2 separate regions of the Sus scrofa genome follow, and region 1 is linked to region 2. The links are chromatin contacts, called in public Hi-C maps. All regions are on one chromosome and are shown on one strand. Each heading gives the region's core, a stretch centred on a gene start, on an enhancer-like site or on the middle of the called end of the contact. The rest is flanking DNA. Distances are from core to core; before and after follow the strand shown. Region 1 holds the start of NCKAP1 (nck-associated protein 1). Region 2 holds the start of FRZB (frizzled-related protein).

The links. Hi-C and Micro-C count contacts between places; a contact is called where the count stands out from the background.
Region 1: a contact with region 2 is called in a Hi-C map of skeletal muscle, with 2.9 times the contacts expected there. The contact joins the promoter of NCKAP1 here to the promoter of FRZB in region 2. A contact is called at or near these places in 1 of 47 Hi-C or Micro-C datasets (skeletal muscle) and 1 of 2 datasets of contacts at active chromatin or transcription factors (skeletal muscle).

Annotation. Positions count from the first base shown.
Region 1 is chr15:88,524,361-88,530,168 of Sscrofa11.1, forward strand. NCKAP1 (nck-associated protein 1) reads right to left here and starts at 4,057. Exons shown (of 31, transcript XM_003359581.4): 1 at 3,525-4,057. The coding sequence starts at 3,632.
Region 2 is chr15:88,373,091-88,378,751 of Sscrofa11.1, forward strand. It overlaps FRZB (frizzled-related protein), which reads right to left and starts at 3,257. Exons shown (of 6, transcript NM_001243330.1): 1 at 2,619-3,257. The coding sequence starts at 3,096.

The sequences.
Region 1 (5,808 bases), core at 2,807-5,306, 150 kb after region 2:
TTGGAAAAGGGAAGACATACTTCTCATTTAAAAAAAAACCTTAAGGAATTATGAAAGAAATAAATTTAAATGTAAAATTACCTATCACTTTCACCTTTTCTCTGAATCTTACTTTATGTACTCTTTTTCGTTCCTGATTAGAATACGAATTCAAAATTTTCATAACCTGTACATATTAAGATCTCCAGGTCTTTTCAATCAACGACATTTTCTTTAAAAAAGCAACATTTTACAGGAACCATGTTACATTTCCCAAATATAGCATTAAAGCCTATTATTCTTGATAGTAGTAACTTAATAGTTATTTTACTTTGGTCACTTCAGTATTTTTCATTGCGTACATTCACTAAAACCTTTCTTTTTTTGTCTTTTTAGGGCTACACCCTGGGCATATGGAAGTTCCCAGGCTAGGGGTCAAGTTGTAGCTGTAGTCGCTGGCCTAAGCCACCGCCACAGCAATGCCAGATCCAAGCCACATCTGCAACCTACACCACAGCTCACAGCAACACCTGATCCTTAACCCACTGAGCAAGGCCAGGGATCAAACCTGTGACCTCATGGATACCAGTCAGATTCGTTTCCACTGAGCCACAACGGGAACTCTTCACTAAAATATTTCCACTGCAGACTTATAGTTGAAATAGAGCACAGTAATCATATCTGATAGATAAGCTAATATATAGATGCATTAATAAAAATGTAATAATTGGCAGAAATGTATTATGTAGTAGAATGTTTTTTTGAGGACTATAAGAAATTGAGACTAAAAAGATTATGTGGTTTACACTGTCATAAAAATGTAGACAGCAGGAACCTTACAAACACATGGTAAACGGATCTTACTTTTTTGGCAAGATTTCTGAACAAATGTTTCAATCCTAACCAGCCAGGAAGATATGCCAGCCTTTAGAGACAACTCTATTCAGACTGAAACATTAAAAATCCATCTGATGTATTTGTATGCAAAATCACACAAGGAGACAGACCAAAAGCTAATATTATTAAAACTAGAGCAAGATTATAGATACATTCATATATACATTATAAACAAAAAATATAATGTACATAATATATTCATCCATTTCAACAAGTCCTAACTGAAGGCCTCATGGACCAGGTAAGGCCCTAAGTACTAGTAATTCAAAAATGAGCAACAATGGCCCCATCCAGAGAGAACTCACAATCAGGCAAGGTAGAAAACTATTTCTCAACAAATTATAAATGTGTTGAGTGCCGAAATATAACATTTCAGTAACTTAAAATACTAGACACTTGAATATAGTGATCACATTCAACTTATTTGAAGTTTTACTAGTTCAATAATACAAGAGCCTGAAGTTTCTCAAAACAGGAAGTGAAAAAATATGCTTTTGAGGAAAGGCAGTGAATTGGAATTCTAAGAGTTCAAATGCTTAGAATTTGGCTTTACATTATTTCATTTATGAAGGTGAAATATACAAAGTTTGACTGTATTTATGCCATAAAAATGTTTATAGTGAATGCTTAAAAAAAAAAAAAAAAAAAAAAAAAAGAGGTATTTTGCCATATACCCAAACCACTTTTGATGTTACTCTCACTTCCTCTTCTGGAAACCATCATAACCATTTCCTTTAACCGCAATACCACGAGTCTAGTAACTTTTAGTAATGTTTGACTTGCTAGGATTTTTTTTGAACAAAGATCATATAGGAACCAATTTCCAAGTTTGTTAAGGTGCATAATCTCACAAAAAAGTTCAGGTCAATGCAACCTAGAAGTAATACTGTCTAAATTATTCTGAACTTACATGAATTTATAATCAAGGCTCTTTGGTAAATGCAGAGGGCTTTTTTGTAATGACCCTCAAGCTCCTGCTACATAAAATGTGACAAACCCAACAGACATGTTGCAGTTACTCTTCCAGATTACACTAAATTCAGAGTCAATCATCTTCATATACAGGTGAGCAACTGGAACATTAGCTATCCTTATACAAAATTCATCACCATTAAGCCAGGGCAGTCTTCTCCTTTAGAATACAGTGTCTACATCAAATTGTTTAAATAAATCAACTTTATACTTGAACCCCATGATATGAAATATTTAAAAATATTCTTTCCTCAGGAATTCTCATCCTGGCTCAGTGGTTAACGAATCTGACTAGGAACCATGAGGATGCGGGTTCAATCCCTGACCTCGATCAGAGGGTTAAGGATCCAGGTGTTGCCATGAGCTGTGGTTAGGTCGCAGACTTGGCTCGGATCCCACGTTGCTGTGGCTGTGGTGTAGGCCAGCGGCTACAGCTCTGATTAGACCCCTAGCCTGGGAACCTCCATATGCTGCGGGTACGGCCCTAGAAAAGACAAAAAAAAAATTCTTTCCTCAGTAGCCCTAATTTACAAGGGCTACAATTCTACTGCTATGACTAAACTAAAGGAAATATTCATGATGCATTAAAAAGACAAAAATAATTATGAAGATATAATATCAAATATAGACTGGAAACTCTCAGGATCTAGACTGTACGAAAAAAATCTTAATTTTCTCTTTACTGAATTATTTAAAACTTACTTTGTCTTAAAAGGAAAAGGATGTCTTTTTTTCCCCTGAGATAAATTAATATATTTGTTCTATCTTAACATCTATTTTTCTTAACTCCAATTCAGCCTTCCATTCTTTACTCTGAAGGCATGTAAAGACTTCGAACAGACCTATTAGCTAGAGCTACTCAAGTTATGAGACTACTCTATAAAATCAGCAATAATAGCAACATATTTATTTTTATTTTATAGACACCGAACTTTAAGAAATGATGCTTTGGTACTATCAGACATGGTTGGAAAAACTAAAATGAGGAGGAGTAAAGAGGAACGAGAGAGAAGGTTGTTATTCCTGTTCTAGTGACTCACAACCCAGAAGTATTTCAGAAGAAAATTGGTTCCACCCTCACTTCCCCCTCCTCTCCACCTTCAAGATGAAATAATTCCAAATCGCCAATATGCTCTTGATTGGCTTTTATTTCGCAATATAGAATAAAATGGCAAAGTGGAAGAGATGCGGGGTTCATCCTGATTAGCCATCCCCCTCCTGCATTTCCACTTACACACCAAAAATTGAGGGAAAAAAACCTGCTACCATCTCCGCCAGATTCCTACCATTCGGCCTCAGTTACGGAACATCCAAGTTTTCCTATCCCCCTCCCAGAATCTTGTCCACCCACTACCAACCCCCTTTTCCGTAGACCCCGTTTCGGGGGCGGAGGTGCCCCTCACCCCGAGCGGGGCCGGACCCGCCGGATCTCGCCGCTAGGAACCGGGAAATGGCTTCTTTCTGACACTGATCGGCCGGCGAGCCACCGGGAGAGGCGCCGGGACTCCGCGTTAGGCCGCGGCGCCTCCCGGCGACCCCGGCCCGGCCTGCCCCGGCGAGGCCGTGAATTCTACCCCAGGCGCCGCCCGCCGACCCCCCCGCCCCGGCCTTCCGGGCCTTCCAGCCCTCCCCAGCCCACCCGCCGATCCCGCCGCGGCCTCGCCAGCCGTGCGCACCTTCTTGATGTTGTAGAGGCGGGTAAGCATACCGACGCCGCGGTCGTTGAGGATGGTGAGCTTCTCCGCCAGCTTCTGCTGACTGGGCTGCAGCACGGAGCGCGACATGGTGGTAGTGATAGTGGTGGTGGTGGTGGTAGTGTCGTCGCCGCCGCCGCCGGCTGCCTCTCGCCCAGTCACCGGCCCGCGGCCTCCGCAGCTACCTCGGTCGGGCCTTCTCCCCTCCCGCCCGCGACCTCCGCCTCAGGGGAGCGCGCCCATAGCCCTCGCGCTCCAATTCCGCGCCGGTGACAGAGCGAGCCGCGGCGGACGCCTCGGGGCCCCTTCCCCCGCAGCAGCCCGCGCCCCGGCAGCCTCCTGCCTTCCGCTTGCCGCCCTTCCGTCCCCACCCCCCGGTGCCCTCGGCCCCAGCCCCCACCGAGCCGCCTTCCCGGGCTCCTCCACTAGGTGTGGCGGCGGCGGCGGCGTCTCCGGCGGCTGAGAACCAGGCCGCTTCCCGCAGCCCGGGACCAGCTCTCGGTCACCTGATCAGCCGCGCCGGCGCCCCCGCGAGGGCGGACGGGGAACTGCGCCTGGGGTCCCTAGCGCGCCCCGCCCGGCCTCGCGACGGCCGCGGCCCGAGAGGCGGCTGAGGGGTCCCAGACCTGACCCGATGGGCTTGGACCGCCCACTGCCCTTGATCCGGGTTTGGGAGTCTAAGCCGGGACCTGATGAAGTCACGTTTCTCTGCTTTCCGCACACCCCTCTCTTTTAAGTTCCCAAAAGTTGCCTTTCCGCACCACCTCCCGAAAGAAACCAGCAGAAGCCCATGGGGAGGCGGTGGGCGGAGGCAGGGCGGGTGTTTTTCTGGCGAGTTTCGCCCAAGAGTGGGCTGGTGGCACCGTGCGCTTTTCCCTCCCACTGCTTGACAGACGCTCCTGGCTGAACACAGCAGATGTTGTGCTCTGCGAAGCGGGCCTCGCCTCTCCCTTCCTCCCCATCCAATCCCAACTCCCCCGCCTCAAGGCAGTTTGTGAGAGAGGAGGTCGGAAGCGAGGGCAAATCAAGTTCCTGAGATAATCAGAATCTGGAATTTGTCGACGAGGATCACCCTTCCGGAGAAGACGCTAAGAAGCAATGGCATGTGCGAGGCAAAAAATGTTTGTTCAATAAATGAAGGAACGCTCCCACTTTTTTTTTTTTTTCTGGCCTCCACCCCAAATCCCCACCCCTTCTTGGCAGTATTCTACTTTTCCATCTCTTTTTTTTCTTGATCAGTTTCCTCCCAGTCACACCCCAGGGACACTCCTTCTGGTCAAGCATATTAGACACGGTTCCAAAAGTGAGCAAATCAAGGACTTTTACAATTGACTGGAGTGGGGATTCCAGCAGAGACGATTCATGCTGTTTTGATGTGTTTTGTTTTGTTTTGTTTTTTACCCTAATTTCCTTCCATGTGTTAATCTTTTATATTATATTAATTAATTTTAAGTGAGTGACAAAATATTATGCCACCTTCAATGAACGACCTTGTAAAAATAAATAAGCTATCATTGGCTTAATGAAAACACTTTATGCAAAGGAAATTGTGATGAAGGTTTTTAATACAAACACATCTGAGAGATCACCTATGGAGCTCTTATTAGTCATTAACAGGTCGGGGGTCATTTAATTTATCTAGTTACATTCTAACCTAATAGTTTAAATATTAATTTATTGGAGGTAAGGGTCTGGAACCTAAGATAAAGCAGACCTGGGAAGGAGAAGATGCTTGTGAGGAGGCTGGGGAGTAAAGATAAGCACTTTTCAGCGACTACAAACAAATGTAACCAGAGGCAGAATTACAGAGTCCCACAATGAAAGTTTATATCATTTTCTAGTTTTTCAAAAGTACTGTATAAAAAGAAGAAGAAAAGAGTGCCATATTAAAATTTGAACACAACTGTTACTCAAGAAGAGCCACCATCGTGTTTCCATGTGAACTTAAAACACTCATAGCTATTTTTAACTCAGTACCCAATGCTGAGCCTCATTATTCAGTTTTTATTATAACTAATTTTTAGACATATTGACCTGAGATTGGATGGAATATGTCTATTTGAGTAAAAAACATTAGGTGTAGATGAAGTATTCACTATTCTTGCATTTCTCTGTATTTTGCATTAAAATGCATTTTGTTATTAAAAACCAACCCTTTTAAAGTTTGCACATATGTGTAGTAAAAAGTATACTGTCAGTGCTAATGTAATAATCATCTGTTTTGCCATTCCTGTATGATTTTATGGCAAGTGTAATTAGTATATGT
Region 2 (5,661 bases), core at 2,007-4,506:
TAAATAAAAATATGCTGGCCCTTAATATTTAAAAAAAAAAAAGTAGCTTGAAGTAACATTCCATTTCAGTAAGATTTTGCTTTGTAAAATGTCCTTAAACTTGTTGGTGGAGTCATAATATACTGCATGGAACAGATCTGCAAAAATGGTAAGATCTGAAAATCCTCTAGACATTGAAGAAATATAAAAAAAAATTGTTCCATTCAGAGAGACCTAATTTTTATATTCTGCTAGATTCTAGACATAAGACGTAGGACCTCTGTTTATACCTCGAAGAAAGGGGGAAAAAAAAAACACCCTGATTCTTGAACTATCATATCCTACTGAACCAAGGAGCATATTGCATCGTAAATTAAACTGGCCACATGTGGTAGTTCCTAAGTAATTCCAGGTGCCTGACAGTTTGACCCAGGAGAGGGAATGTAATTTTCATCAAGCTGGCCTTGGAAGCCAAGGGACCCTTCAGGCTAGAATCCACCCCTCCATTCTCCCTCCCCACCTCCCTTCAGCTCCCTCCTGCCACCATAGTCTCTGATTCACACTGAGGGTTATAATAAAGGGAGGGGGAAGGGAAACCATCATTAAAATATGGTTCTAACTGCCACATACCCCTACTTCTTTTTCTAGCAAAGATGCTGTCAGCAAAGCATTTTAAAGCAGCTTAGCAATCAGGTCCCAAGGACTGACAAATTGTTTCCATGCACGTCCTATTTGAGTGCTTCAGTGAGGCAATTGTTCTACATTTGGTCCATGATGATAGGTAACTCAGGGACACTTAAGGAAACTGCTTCCCATCTATAGTGACCATGGCTTTTGAAAGCCATTAACCTTGCCATACCCCTCTCATTTGAAGTCCATTTCTAAGAGAGGTTTCAGAGCAAGAGGAGGAATGCATTTCAGTGTGAAACGTAGCCACCTCATTCCTAGCCTTTGGCCTGAGAGGAGTGCCAGCATTTAACTGATTCTAAGTGCCTGGCAGACCAGGGCAGCAACTGACTGAGCTCTCCCAGCGTCTGCACAGCCTACGACATTAATGCATACGAAAGCTCTGGAGTGGTCTTTCAGCCCAAAGATTAATAAGAAATACATTTCTTTCCGATTATATTATACAACCAGTTGTTGGTTTGTCATTAAAATCCAGATAAGAGGTATATTCGATGGTGATAAACTAAGTGAGGTGACCGTCAAAAAGCTCTTGAAATTTCTGAGCTATTTTGGTTTTGTAGCTATTTATACAAGTACATTCCCCCTCCCCATTCACTATATGTTAGGTTGAACAATGTGCATAGAAAGCAATTTTCCCAAACCAATTTCCTGACTACTAAGAAATATTACCTAGAAATGGACTGAGGATGTGAGCTTAGGTGGAGCAAGTTGAGAGGCAAGAAAAAGAAAAATGTGATGGCCAAGAAATGAATAGAGAAGGACATCTAAGGACAGAGTTGACGTGGGGAGGGTCTGAAAGAGGCCCAATCATAAAAGATTTGGTTTATTTTTAAAGTATATGAAGGCTGAAATTTGAGTCTGGGATTAATTGGTAGGAATGATACTGAGTTAGAACTAAATGGACCATAATGAACTAGGTTTACTTGGGGTCTTAAGAGTTGTGACTGCCATAATTAGACCAAACACTAGTGAGAAAACAACTTGTGATTTAGTCCATTTCATGTAGAACAGCAGTAAAGTTTTACAGTAGAGAAAGATTTAAATGAATCTGTAGTTGATGAACACAGAAGGGGCATGAAAAAGGGTATTAAAGAAATTATTTGCAGAGCATAAGAGTGGGATAATGGGTGAAATTAAAAATAACATTACATGAGTGTATGAAGATAACACACATTAAATATAACTCCTTTCATCCATATGTCATTTACAAAATGACTTGAAGGCATGTGGGATTGTGAAAAGAGCCCAGCAATTTCACCCTGCCAGCTCTGTGGCTGGAGCAAGTCACAGAAGCTAATTAGCAGTGCATAGCAATGTTTCACAGCTATTTCAGTCTGGAATGGAAGAACAATTTATCTCATTGAAAGGAGGGGAAAATTTAAGGTGAAGGTAATTGCTCAAATTGGATGTTGAGCAAACACATACCACTAATATCTGCAAGTTGGAATAAGGTTACTGAAATTATCTTGGTATTTTTAATGATTAGAAGAAAATGGTGCTTCAGTTTTCTGTTTTCACCATATAATCTTGACAAGCAGCTAAACATGAAAGATATATAAAACTGATGCCTGAGAATGCAAGAGAATCAGGCAAGAAAGCTCAGTGATTATAAACAAATTAAGAAAGTAAGAAAAGAGCATCATTATACAAGATATGGTTACTTGGACATGGAAAGAATGGAAGTGAAGAGGCACTGTGGAGTGGAAGTGTGATGGGAGTGGATGAACTGAGTATCTTAGACAGGTCACCAATTGGAATGGAGTGTATCTATTTGGATGGATAATGAGATGAGAAAAAAAAGGTGTGGTGTTCAATAGAGGAGTAACTAAGAGAAAGAGAAGTGATCCGAAGAGAAACAACAGAATTAGAAGTCTAAGGGCGAGTAACAAGGACCCTTTAAGAAGTGAGAGGATGGAAGGCAGGGGAGGAGGCTGGGTAGTGCCAGGACTCACCTGCTCCATCGGCAGTGACAATGGCCTCTGGAGAGATGCATACGCCACGGTCATAAACCGGCAGCTCTTCGCAGGCCAGGCTTTCCGGCCACGAGTGGCGGTACTTGATGAGAATGGGCTCACAGCCCTGCCGGGCCCGCTCGCACACAGACTTGCAGGGCTTAATAGGCTCGTGTTGGAAGTCAATGGTGCAGATGGGCGCGTACATGGCACAGAGGAAGAAGAGCAGATCCGGGCTGCAGTGGGTGCCCAGCAGACCTTCGAACTGCTCGATGGCCAGGATGGCGTTGGCCTGAGTGCTGTGGTGCAGGTGGTTGGGCATCTTGGTCATGTTCCATGGCAGAGACTTGCACAGGGGGATGCGGACGGGCTCACAGGCTGCAGCCCGGGCTCCAGGCACGCGGAGCAGGCAGAGCGCCGCCAGGGCAAGCAGCCCAGCCCGCAGCAACAGCATGCCTCCTGGGCTGCCGCAGACCATGATCCCGGCAGGACGGGGCAGGGTGCAGCAGTGCAGAGGACGCCGAGAGGCCCGCTCCGCCGGCTCCTCCTACCCCTGGAAGTGGACACAATGATCTGTGAGCTTCTCCTCCCCCGGCAATCTCACAGCTTCCTTGGATCAAATTCCCCCAATGGGGTCCCACGAGCTTCGCTGAGCTCCAGCCGCCGCCGCCCCTGCCGCTCTGGCTGCTCTTTCCCGACGTCTAAGCCTTCTGGGGCCGCAACATCTATTTATTGCCCCGCTCCCTCTGGCAGAAGCATCAGACTTCACAGATGAATCAGATGAGAGGAAAACAAGAGGAAGCGAGGGAGAAATAAAAACAAAAGTAGAATTCAGCTGAGGTAGTTGGAGCCTCGGGGTGTCACGTCCCCTGGATTACAAAAAGGTGCTAAATGAAGCAAGAAATTCCCCCAAGTGAGGAGGACCAGAGGCTGAAGGCGGGGGTCGGGGAAGGGGTCGAGGGCGGGCACAGAGAGCAGGAGAAGAAGGGTGCAGTGAGAGTCTGCAAGTCCTTGGAGGCTGAGCAAAAAGATCCAATTTGGGGTGTGAGCTGTGGCAGCTGCAGAGATCGCTGCTGCCAAGAGGGACCGGCAAGAGGAGCCTAGACGGGCGGTCTGTGCCTCGGACCCGCTGCCTTCACTTTCCCACCTCGGGACCCGAGAAGCAGCTCCGCCCCCATGCAATCCCAGCCCTCCAGCGCCCGGTCCTCTTCCTGGGAAGGGAGTTGGGGGATCCGGAGACAGAAGGTCTGCGGGTTGGAGGCAGAGGAAAGGGAAGCCTGGAGAAGCAGTGAGGATGCAATAACCCAAGAAAGAGCGGACTTGAGACAAGCACCTCTTCCCCGCCCCCACATGGGCAAGACCCGCCTCCCCCGCCACACACACGTATTCACATAACCTGGGTCCAAAGGAGAGCCCCCAGGCCCTCACTGTTAAACCCACCCCAAATCCTCACGAAGGAGTGCTCTCAGTTCCCCACTTGAGAACCAGCGGAGCCCCTCTTTTTCTCTGGAGATACTTCCTTTAAGCAAACTACAGCTTCACCTCTGTGATCAGCAGCTCTGCAGAAAGTCAGACCTGAGGGCCAAGACAAGCAACGGCACTTGAAATGTCCAAGTCGCAGAAAACACGGACCGCTGCAGCGATGCTGGAGCCTTATTATCAACCTAGAGCTCCAAACCACAGAGGTCTGCATTTTGAGTAACTAGGTGGGGGGAAATTGCCTTTCATAAAAAGAGAAGAAACGCCGTACATAATTATAAATCGGGTCACCAGAAGCAAGAATCAGAGTTTTATTTTTCTTTTTAATTTTTTTCCATTTGCTTTGCAGAATTTGAACTTTGAGCTTTGCCTTTTGAGCTTCAATGTGAAAACTAACTGCTTTAAAGTATTTGTGCTTTTTTTTTTCTCCTGATTTTATGCACTAAAATAAAATGTCACTTCTACTTCACTCTTCTCAACAATAGTTTCACCTAACACTTGAGAGAAAGGTATGAGAAAATTACACCACACTGGTGATAATAATGATGATAATAACAATAAAACCCTTTCCATCCAAATGAGTTCAATCTAGAAAAGAAAATGGAGAACAGCTTCCCTGTGGGTCTGCACTAATGAGCTGCCTCTCCTCCTCCCTCTCCCCCTTTCTCCCTTTTCAGGGCACATTGTAAAAGGAATGACCTGCAGAGGCCCTCCTACCCTGCCCTTTCAATGGGAAATCACTGAGCAAAAGGATTGCAGAAAGTCAGAAAACACAGCCTTCATTGAGAAGAGAAGGAAACAAACCCTAAAACAAAACAGGAAGTCACCTTTGCTCTGCGTCACTGAAACATTTCACTGCTTTAATCTAGCCATTTCTCACAGTCAATAATAAGCAGAGAAAAGATGCTTCCACTTTAGAGCACCCAGTGAGATGGTTTCTGTTCCCTAGTATTGACTTGACAGGACTTATAAAATGTCAGTGCAAACTTGAGTTTAGGGGGTTTATCTCTAAAATGACCATAAATGGCTGTTTGTGATTGCAGTAATTTTTTTCAGAAGGAAGTTTGTTCCACTTAGGGGATAAAAAACAAAAACAAAACAAAACAAAACAAAACAAACAAAAAACAGATGGCAGATAGAGAGTCATTTAAGTGAGCACACAAACTTTGTCTGGTCTAGGATTATTTACTGTCATTTAAGAAAAGAAGGCCAAAAGCTATATAAATGAATTAGATGAAAAATGATTTAACAAGTAAAATTTAGAGGGAAAAAACAAATTTAAAAACAGTCAAAAGTAGAGCTTTCGGGAGCCCTGTAAAGAAAATGCGGGTGGAATTTTCAATAAATTAGAAGTAAGGAGTAGGTTATAGTAAGATTGTTTGATAAATATATTTTCTTGTTCATCTTAAATCTTAACAGCATGAGAAAAAATGAGGCAATTGTTTCAGTGGTCCTACAACTATCTGAAATAAAGTGTGTTTTCCTTCCCCTGCACAAAAGTCAAATATCGCCTTTGTCTATGTCCTCTCACATTTCCCTAATCCAAGTTCATCTTTATCAAACC